Linked DNA regions of Urocitellus parryii: region 2 is linked to region 1. Evidence: chromatin contacts called from public Hi-C data. All regions are on one chromosome and are shown on one strand. The core of a region is the stretch at or near the end of the contact, and the rest is flanking DNA. Distances in the headings are between cores, read along the strand shown. Region 1 holds the start of Ap3s1 (adaptor related protein complex 3 subunit sigma 1). Region 2 holds the start of Tmed7 (transmembrane p24 trafficking protein 7).

Evidence for each region. A called contact is a pair of places that touch in the nucleus more often than the background predicts.
Region 2: a Hi-C map of muscle shows a contact between it and region 1, with 4 times the contacts expected there. The contact joins the promoter of Tmed7 here to the promoter of Ap3s1 in region 1. A contact is called at or near these places in 2 of 2 Hi-C or Micro-C datasets (liver and muscle).

The regions. Positions count from the first base shown.
Region 1 is chr1:121,490,664-121,496,109 of mUroPar1.hap1, forward strand. It overlaps Ap3s1 (adaptor related protein complex 3 subunit sigma 1), which reads right to left and starts at 2,004. Exons shown (of 6, transcript XM_026415477.2): 1 at 1,802-2,004. The coding sequence starts at 1,870. Atg12 (autophagy related 12) reads left to right here and starts at 2,117. Exons shown (of 4, transcript XM_026415479.2): 1 at 2,117-2,516. The coding sequence starts at 2,354.
Region 2 is chr1:121,696,581-121,702,026 of mUroPar1.hap1, forward strand. It overlaps Tmed7 (transmembrane p24 trafficking protein 7), which reads left to right and starts at 2,362. Exons shown (of 3, transcript XM_026415476.2): 1 at 2,362-2,846. The coding sequence starts at 2,652.

The DNA.
Region 1 (5,446 bases), core at 754-3,253:
CTAATACACAGAAACAGCTTCTGGTACCCCACTTCTTCACAACCAATAAACTGACCTTTTATACCTTCTAGCTACATTTCCCCATGAAGCCTCTTTCCATATTAAGCTTCAGTGCTATCTAGTGAGTAAATGTATCACCCTGTAATATTTTTATTACCACTGTTGAACAAGAAACATGTATTTCCAGATTTCCTAATTAAATTCATATTTTAGTAGATGGTTAAATTCTACACTACGGGGTGGTATACTGATTACTGATCAGCCAGGGAATATTAAATTGAGATACGGAAAAATAAAATTTTGAATTCTATTTCAGTATTGGAATATACTTTTTCTTCACTGAAAATGGCACTGGTAAAATGATTAAGAGAAACGTTCCTTTGACAAAGGGTATTAACATTTTAAAGAAATGGTTAACAACGGAAAGTTAATGGTATTTTTTTTTATTCAGAAGGATCAATTAGAATTATATTCTGGATTAAAGAATAATGTAGAATTTTTAAACGGAGCATTCATATTTAAGTTACACTAAACTAAAACTACCCAGGATTAATGCAAAATATTCTCTATCACCAGCAAAGGCAAAACAACTTAAGGAAATAAATAAGCTCAAGATTTCTCTTCAGCCAACACCTCCACAGACTATATTATCATTTTAGACAAACTGACATTTTCACATTTAATTTTTAATGGCAAGAATGAGTTCCATCTGGGACCTAACTGCATAAAAGTATTAGTCTTGGCACAGTTTCAATACTGAATTGAAAGTTCATTTCTGGCTACAAGCAAAATGCCCCAATACAACACAATAGTTACATCTCACATTAATCCTATCATCCAGAGCCCAATTTTATGTATTTAACCTAGAGGTGAATTTTGCCCCAAGGTAGGCACATATGTATATAACCCTTTCACAATCATTTATAAATTACTACCTAAAAGCCTCGAGCACTTAGGAATATTAACAGCGATGCAGTTTTAAAAGAGAGATTTTACAAATATTACTATTCTTTGGAAGTAGAAGAGAAACTAAATTCCCTTGAAAAATGCCCAACCGGAAGCCGAAATCATAACTTCTAGGTATAGAATCACCGTACTTCAGCCATGAAAAATGTCAACAGCTATTTCAAGAGTAAGTAATTCACAATCAGGTGAAAAGCATGATAAAACTATCAGCTCCTCACTTATCTTCCTCTTTTGTAAGGAGACACCTTGAAAGTCACACTGGGCAGTTGATCTCACGGAAACATCCATGGGAGACTGTACAGAGCGTGCAGTCACCGAAACGCGGGAGGCTAAAGTTCCTCCGCTATGAGAGGATTACAGCGGAAAAACAGTAGCCCATCTGTCCACTGGCGAACATAAAGAAATCCACCTGGAAGGGTTGGAAGTAAGGGAGGTGGGGCTGTGAGAAGAGCGGGGCCAACCCGAGCCGCCCACAGCACGAAGGCAACCGCGCGGGGTGAGCTCCCGGGACTTAGGGCGCGGGGCTCGGAGCGGGCGCAGGTGGGCTGCGGATGCCCGACCCCTGAGGGCCGGGCCCGAGCTGCCGGGAAACCACCCTGCCCACAGACGGGCGGAGGAGCCGCCCCGCAGAGCCACGTCGGAGGCTGGGAGCCCGGCGAGGAGGTGGGCACCTGGCTCACACCCACTGGAAGATGACAGCCGGGAGCTCGAGGCTGCCAGGGCGCTAAAAGGGCCGCAGCGCGCCGGACGGAATCGCTCCGAGGAAGCCGCGCTGGGCGCTGCCCGCCGTCAACGACTCCCCCTCGCCCATGATCGGCGGCGGCTGGATACTTACGTAGGGCTGGTAGAACTTGGAGAGCCGCGGCTTCCCGTGGTTGTTGAAGATGAGGATCGCCTTGATCATGGCTGGGCCGGGCCGACTGGGTGGGCGCTGGGGGCCAGGGCGGGGGCGGGCACGCGAACCTCGCCTCGGGATCTTGCCAGCGATCCTTCCCCACCCGCCCCCTCCCGCACGCGCTCGCGCGCGCTCCCGAGCCGCTGGGCGGGGGGTTGAGGGGCGGGGCCAGGGCGGGGCAGATGCGGAGGGAAGCGGAAACATTTTCGGGCCAGAGCCGACTTACCGGAGGGGTGCTTTTCACTTGGCCGCTCATGGGAATGTTGCCCATGGAACCCGTCCTTAAGTTTATCGCAGTAAGAAAACACCAGATGCCATAGTAACAGCCAGGGGTCCTAGACAGTTTCCATATGGAGAGCTAGCCGGAAGCTCCAACGTTCACCGTTGGGTTAGATCCCCCTTTGGCGCCTCCTTTGCGATTCTCCTCAGCGCTGAGCCCGCCCTCTGCACGCTCTCAGCTGCCACTTCCGCTCTCGCTTTCCACCGTGCAATATGGCGGAGGACCCTGAATCGGTGTTGCAACTCCCTTCAACTGCTGCTGCTGGCGGTGAAGGACTTACGGATGTCTCCCCAGAAACAGCCACTCCAGAACCCCCATCTTCTGCTGCAGTCTCTCCGGGTACAGAGGAGCCTTCAGGCGACACCAAGAAAAAAAGTAATTTTGAGAGCAGTCTGGGCAGTGAGGTGGGAGGTTTAGCTGCGGTCTCTAAGGGTGGTGGCCAATAACGAATCGAAATTTGGAGGAAGGCGCGAACCAGAGGTACATTTTTGGGGGTCCGAAGAGAGGAAGCGTGCTTTCATTTTTCAAACCTTGTCGAGTGCTTCACGAGGAAGCCGTCTCCGGACTCACCATTGTGCTTGCTGGGCTACGTTAGGTGCCTTGGTTATCCATGTGGTTCCAGGTACTTAGCTGCCTCCGTGCTTTTTACAATATATTCTAATCTACCTGTGAGTTGGCTAGATTACAAGTCTTGAAGGTGAGATCCGAGTGAAAGTTCAGTAGCTTCCGGTGCTTAACATAGGAGCTAATTATTTGAATAATGATTTAAAGTAATAAGGATGGTCAGATTGGTCAGAATATGGAGAAGTACTGGCGAACGAAATCAACCAGATTAAGGATGGTCAGTGGCAAGGCCTGGAATTAGATCGCTGCTTTTGTCTCTCCTACAACAGAGTGTGAATGGACTCCTTGAATCGGAAAAAACTTGAGGTTTTACTCAGTATGGACATTGCTAAGGGAAATTTGAAAATACAGATATTACCTTTTTTTAAAAATTTTTTGAACCATTGTGAATCATTTCATTGCTTGAACCTATCAGTCCTCACGGTTTACTGCTTGAGAATTTGTTCTTTGTTGGAAATTAATTTCTAATGTTATTTGTTTTGAGCACTCTGGAGAGTTGAGAGTTGCTTGTGAGCAAAACATCTGCAAAGAGACTGAATTTCCTTAGACAAGTTTTCTCTCCAGAGTCTTGAACGGTAGATAAGTTTTCTGATCCATGATCTCACTGGCCTTTCATTGAACTTTTTTCTGCTGCTGTGGAGAAAAATTACCTCTCCCAGCACTGCTTCCCTTTTAAATCAGATTCATTTGGGGCTGGGGATAAAATGAGCTCGGTTGTAAGATAAATGCTTGTCTGATAATGTAAGCCCTAGTTTAATCTCCAGCACCACAAAAAGAAAGAAAAATCAGACTGCTTTTACCTCTGGGAAAAAAATCTGTTGTCATTCCACCTGATGAACTGTGATTACTTGTACAGATTAATCACCAGAGTCTTTCTTCAAAAGAATCCTATATGTTTTACAGACTGTTGTTGGATTGTTTTTTTTTTTCCATTTTGCCTACATTGAAAGGATTTTTTTTAAAGGTTTAGTCAAAATTTACTACTTAAAGCCAGGCATGGTGGTGAATGCATGCCTGTAATCCCAGCAACTCAGGAGGATGGCAAGTTCAAGGCCACCTTCCAATTAGCAGCAAGAGACCCTGTCTCAGAATAAAAAATAAAAACACTCCTGGGTTCATTTACCAAAACCAAAAATTTATCGCTTGACACTCAGGATATCTTCGTTACAGAGATGGAAAACAGTGACCTAGCACCCAGAAGGTGTGTTTTCTTTGGTATGAATAATTTTCTTTCTTTTTTTTTTTCTTTCTTTTTTTTTTTTTTTCACAAACTGAACCATCCTATTGAATTCCTATCCTGATTGTGATCCTTTTTGAGGAAGATCTGATGAAAGAAACTTGAATACTTCAATCTCTGCAACTTTAAAGGATTGTGGAAACCTATCAAGGTTGTAGGCCCTGAGATCACCTTAGGCTCAACTGGGGAATCTTTTGAACAAAACTGTGCTAAAGTCTCTACTGTCAAAAGATTCTCACTTAATTGATGTGTATACCTGTATTTTAAATGTTCCCCCAGTTGATTTTAATGGGTAACTAGAGTTTGGAACTATTGGCAGATCCCCTTAAGAATTGCAGGGTTATGCAGTGAAAATTTCTTCTTCTTGCCCTCAGGCTCTTCTTCCTTCATCAGTACGACTGGGTCCCTAATTACAGCGCCTGGGGACTGAGGAAAGAGGGAGGGAAGTGTGGAAGCCAAGCTAGCCAAAACCCCATCTAAATTCTTCCAAATGAAGAGGAAGATAAACTATGTGCATCATATATTTTAATTGCCTTCATTCCAGGGGTAAACTAGAATAAATTGATCTCTGATTCCAATAGGCCCCAAGCTTTTAATTCCAAGAATGGCCTAGGGGGTAATAGAACAGAATTAACTGTAGGGGGCAGCAGTATGCTATTTTTCTTTCAGTATTGCTTACTTTGATTATAGGTGTTTTTGATTTTTTTTAAGGGACATAACTTCAAAAGACAGAATCATAGTCTTCAGGTTTGCATTGCTGTATTTTGGATCATTGAAAGGATTTCTCCGAACCTTACTTTTGGCCCAAAATTGTATTTTATTTTTAATAACATGGTTTTTCTTTATTAAAGAGTTTATTGTAGAAAACTCAGCAGTTACAAAAAGCCTAAGTTACGTCAAGTAATAATTGCCTGTGTCACTACTGAAAAGTAATATTTTGTTTAAATTCCTTAAACTCGTGGCCTTGGAACAGTTGGTATGAAACTAATAGTGATTATTTTCCCTTAGAAGTGTGTAATAGTTCCTAGGCATCAATGTATAAGTATATAGAAGTACACATGGAGCTACATTTTACTTTATTATCCATTTTCTATAATCATGTGAATATGTGTTCAAGATGCTTTTAATGAAATTGAGACAATATATATACTGTTTACATTAGGTTTATTTTGCTAGCATCACTATGTTGTTAAATATGCTTTTATAATGTCTCTTTAATATTTAATCTTAAAGTTCAATAAGAATGACTTATGTGCTGGATACTGTTATAAACATGTTAATTCATTTAATCCTCATTACAACCCTATGAGGTAGGTGCTATTTATTATCTCCCTCTTACAAATGGAGAAACTAGCATGGGGAGATTAAAAAGTTTTCCATGTGTATATACCTAGCAAGTGACAGAGCTAAGAGAGTATAGCATCTTTTATTTAATCAGTATCTT
Region 2 (5,446 bases), core at 1,112-3,611, 210 kb after region 1:
TGTAAAATAACATCTAATTCATTACATATTACATTTATTTCCTGAAAATCTCATAACAAATAATCACAAACTTGATGGCTTAAAACAACAGAAACTTATTCATTCACAGTTGTGGAGGCCAAAACTCCAAAATTACAGTATAATGAGTGTTGGTTCCTTCTGGAAGTTCTGAAGGACAAGCTGTTTCAAATCTCTTTCCTAACTCCTGATGGCTGTGGACAATCTTTGGTATTCCTGACTTACACACACATCATAACTTTTGTCTTCATGTGGCATTCTTCCCAAGTGTTTCTGTGTGTCTTAAGTCTCCCTCTTTTCTTGTGTAAGAACACCAGTTATTAAATTCAAGGATCACCCTAAATCCACAAAAAATTTCATCTAGAAATTTTTAATTTAACTACATCTGCAAAAATCCTACTTCTAAATAAGGTCACATTCACAGAAACAGTAGTTAGGATGTATGTTTTTTTGCAGTATACAGTTCAAACCATTACAGATATTTATACACCAATAACATATTTAAAAATGAAGTATAGCTATATTTGCCAAATAAGTTTAATGAGAAGAGAGACATTACTTTATATATTTATAAATCTCTTGCATCTAGATTCATAGAAGATAGGTGCTTATCTCTTTTTACATTCACTCTGTTATAACACGTTGTTTCAGCTGACACATGTAATAAAAAATCCAGCCTCACACAGATAATTATAGACCCTCTGAAAGGGTTTGAGAGGCTCCAAGGGTATTCAGAAGATACTTCGAGAAACACTTCTCTAAAGTATACACTCGAAAATATATGTAAAGTAGAATTTCCATGTGAATTTTCTCTCTCACTCTCTCAAATATGTGTATATGTGTATGTGTGTACACACACATATATATTTTATACTTATTAGATAACGCCATACTGCATTCCAAAATGATTGTACCAATTTACTGTTCCACTAGCAGCACAGAGAGATTTTTTTGCTCTATATGCTTAATGATATCTGGTAGTGCTATACTTGAAAATTTTTGCCTTTTTAGGGATATGTGATCTATATCACATTACTGTTTTAATCTTATTCATTCTGTTTTGCTAGTTCCTTTGTATCACCATTTTATGTAGGAAAAAAAACTGAGAGCTTTTAAAAGAGCAAGGTTACTTGCTCAAGGTCACAGTTAGTAAATAGAACCCACATTTGCTATTTTCAAATTCAGTCTTATTTCCACTCCCCAACACTAATAATGCTTCTGTTACTGGCCTGGTTCTCAAGATCTGTTTGCCCAAATTGCCTCCCAGCAGCTAAGGACTTTGACTTCAGGTATATTCTACTTCTTTCCCCCACCGTAGAGAATATGGGTGCCCCAGACCAAGAAGCAGCCCAACTTCACTGACTTTTCAACCTCCCAACCCTCACTTCCCTGCCTGACTCCAATCTATCTACTGCTATTTCCTTCTCATAAAATCTTCTACTCAAACCTCTCATGACTGGAGCCCACAGTGGTCATTTATTTAAATAATAATTATACCTAATTCGTGTAAAATGCATGAGAAAATGTATAATGCACTGTTAAGAAATAGCACACGTTAGGTACAATTATTAACATTACCTTCTATTAATTTATAAGCACTCCAACACAAACCAGTGGTATAATCATATGTCACTTTACTCAACTTTTTTGATCCTTAAGGTCCTTATCAGAAATATATCCTTAATAACTAACTAGTTTGGGTTATTTGAAAAGTGGAATGTGCTTGATGATAGGTATGCTCAATAAATGATTATTTTTATTTTTAAAAAGCTTATCTAATGCTTGCCATGTGCCAACCACTCTTTCAGGTGCTTTTTTCAAATAATGAAATCTTATAATAATCCTCTATAGTAGGTACTATCATTATTCTCATTTAACAGATACAAAGACTGAGGCTGAGTGTTTAAGCAACCGGCCCAAGGTTAGATGGCCAGGAGGTAGAGAGCAAGAATTAGAACCCTCGCAGTCTGCAGTCTTTGCCAGGCTACGTCCTTAAAACATTAATTATTACTTATAGGAAAACTCTGCAAATTGCAAAGCGCTCTACTACCAGTCTCAGAGCTTCACTCAGAGCTTCCCTGACACTCAAAACCTAGTAGCACATAATTACTTGTTTCCTGAAAGTTCAGTGGTACCCCGATCGGCACCTCCAACGCAATGGTCGGCCCCACGCCCTCTCTTGGCCCCGCCCCACCCGTTTACTACGATGGCCCCGCCCCTCGTCCCGAGTTGCAGCGGAGGCACCGCGGACGCCTCCTGGGCTTCCACGTACACACTCCACTGCCTTTCCTCCGTTGAGAACACATCCGGGTCGCTGGAGCAGGTGCCTTAGGCCCCGCCCCTTCCCTTCAAGCCCTTACTCCCATTTCCGGCCGTCTCAGGCCTTTTCCGCTGTTTCTCTGAAGGCTTTCTCCTTACTCTCCGGGTGGTTCTTTGACCGTGGCCCAGCCCCTTCGCGCCCCTCTTCCGAATCCGGCGGCTTGCTGTCACCCCACACCTCCCTGGTACTCGAGACGGATCTTGCGTGCGTCCTCTCAGGGCGCCTCGGACTGAGGCCTGCGGCGCGCGGTGACTCCGCGCAGACCTGACCCCGCGTCTCAGCGCAGCTCCGTCGAGGCCGCCGCCGTCTCGGGATGCCACGGCCGGGGTCTGCGCAACGCTGGGCGGCTGCCGCGGGCAGTTGGGGCTGCTGGCTTCTCGCGCTGCTACTGCTGCTGGTTACGGGGCCCGGCGGCGCCTCCGAAATTACCTTCGAGCTGCCGGACAACGCCAAGCAGTGCTTCTACGAGGACATAGCACAGGGCACCAAGTGCACCCTCGAGTTCCAGGTACCACGGGCCTCAGAGGCCCCGCGCCCCACTCGCCGCGGCTCCTGGGTCGCGACTGTAACCTGCAGGGGTGCCTCCCTCCTGTCCGCGTTTCTCCGTTCTTTGACTAGTTCAAGAATCACCTCTAGGTAGCTGATGCAGGGCATTTGGCTTTCCTTTTCTAAACCTTGGACAGGAGACATTTAAGACCGGATATTAAGATATGTGAATTCCAGAAATGCTTCTGCTAGCTGTGACTTTTTTTGCCTATTCTTCTGTGTCCTTCATTTTAAAGCCTATTGAACTTTCTTTCGCCCACTCTAATTTACACCTCCACTTTAATCGGATTTGAGGTGCTGCCAGTATTTATTTCATTGTTTTTCAGTTTTTCCGGTGATATTAGGATTCTTGGTTAAGCATTTCTCTCATTGTAAGAACTCCATTAGAAGCATCCGCAAAAGGTGTAGAAAAAAATGGTAATAAATTAGAGGCCCCTTCTCATCTTTGGGATTGTGTTTTAAAAAAAAAAAAAAAGGAACTTTAGTCAACAGAATGTGATGTCTTTAGTTGAGTAGAACTATCTAATGTTTCAATTTTCACTCATCATTTAGCATTTTAGCAGCTATTGAGGGTTAAGTCCTGGTGATAAAGAAATGACTTAGGATTGCTGCCATCATTTTTTCATTCCCCTCTCATCCTACCCTTTTTAATTAGTACCTGCCTATTCACAAACCTGGTTTTTGGTGTTGGTGTTGTTGTTGCTGTGGTGGTACTGGGGATTGAACCCAGTGGCACTCTATTCCTGAGCTACATCCCCCTCCTTTTTTATTTTTTATTTTGAAACAGGGTCTTACTAAGTTTCCCAAGCTGTGGCCTGGAACTTGGCAATTTTCCTGCTTCGCAAGTTTGAATTACAGGCTTGTGCCCCTGTGCCCCGTTTAGTATATTTTAAGAGCAGGAAATAAGGAATTTGTGATCTAGTCTTTGGAATCATGGAAGGCTCCTTTAGAAAATAATTTTAATGGTGAACTTTTAAGAATGAGTTGTAAATACTTTGATAAGAGAGATGGAAATAACTTATGATAGGAGTGAACCTAGAGAATTTGAGAACCACAGAGAGGTCATTATAGTCAGGAATAAAGAGCCAGAGGAAGGGAGTTCAGCAGGGGCCTGAACATGTAGAGCCTTGCTGGTCATGTTGGGTTTTTTAGTTTTACTTAGCAATATGAGATGCCATCAGAGGGTTTTAAGTAGTTCAGTGATGTTGAGGTAGGATAGAGGAATGAAAATATGATCAACATAGGATGCATGGATTATAACTTAAGTAAGGTAGAAAGGGTGGGTAAGGTGTTTCAGAGAAGACCTGTAAGGCTAATGAGGAGACTGTGATGTCCAGGCAAGAACTGATAGTGGCTTAGATTAGAGTGGTAGCAGTGGGGAAGGAGTAAAATGAAAGGATTGGAGATAATGTAATAATAGGTAAAATCAGTAGGACTTGGTAATGATTTGGCTATAGTGCTTGAGGGAGAAGAGGCTAAGGATAACTCTTAGGCTTGCTTCACTTTATGGATTAAGACCAGGAGACAAAAAAGAAGATAGCAGGAATTGTACTATAAGTGTAAGCTAAAATTTCCTTTATTTTGAATTTAATAAACATTTCTTGAATGCATATATGTATAGATGTTGTCTATATGTTGAGGATGCTATAAGAGCTAACAAATTAGCATCTGTTATGTGTATATAGTATGCCAAGTGTTAAGGTGTATTTGTTAATTCTCAAGAAATCTTTTTTTTTTTTTTTTGGAGGGGTTACCAGGAATTGAACTCCGGGGCACTCAACCACTGAGCCACATCCCAGGCCTAGTTTGTATTTTATTTAGAGACAAGGTCTCACTGAGTTGCTTAGTGCCTCACTAAATTGCTGAGGCTGGCTTTGTTTTGGGGTTTTTTTTGTTTGTTTGTTTGTTTGTTTTGTGGTGCTGGGGATTGAACCCAGGGCCTTGTGCACGCAAGGCAAGCACTGTACCAACAGAGCTATATCCCCAGCCTCCCCTGAGGCTGGCTTTGAACTCATGATCCTCCTGTCTCAGCCTTCTGAGCTGCTGGGATTACAGGTGTGTGCCACCACATCCAGCAGGACATCTTGATGTGAAATAGAGTTTTTATTCTTGTTTTATTGGTGAGACTCAGGCATAGATTGGATAAGACCCAAAGTCACCAAACTTAAAAGCAACAGAATCAATTGTACAATCCCAAGTTAAACTTTTAACTATTTTATTATATTACCTCACAAAGATAAGAGTTACTTTTTTAATATTTTATTTATTTTTTGGTTTTTGGCAGACACAACATCTTTGTTTGTATGTGGTGCTGAGGATCGAACCCTGGCCACACGCATGCCAGGCGAGTGCGCTACCGCTTGAACCACATGCCCAGCCCCAATAAGAGTTACTTTGACCTCAAAGAGCTTTCATAGACAATTAGAGTTATATAAATGCCAAAATAAAAGTGTGGCAGAGAGCAGAAGGAACATCAAGGGAAATTTAAATGAGGAGCTGATGTTTGGCTAAGTCTACAGGGATAAATAGAATTTAAATGCTCTATGATATGACAGAGGAAGG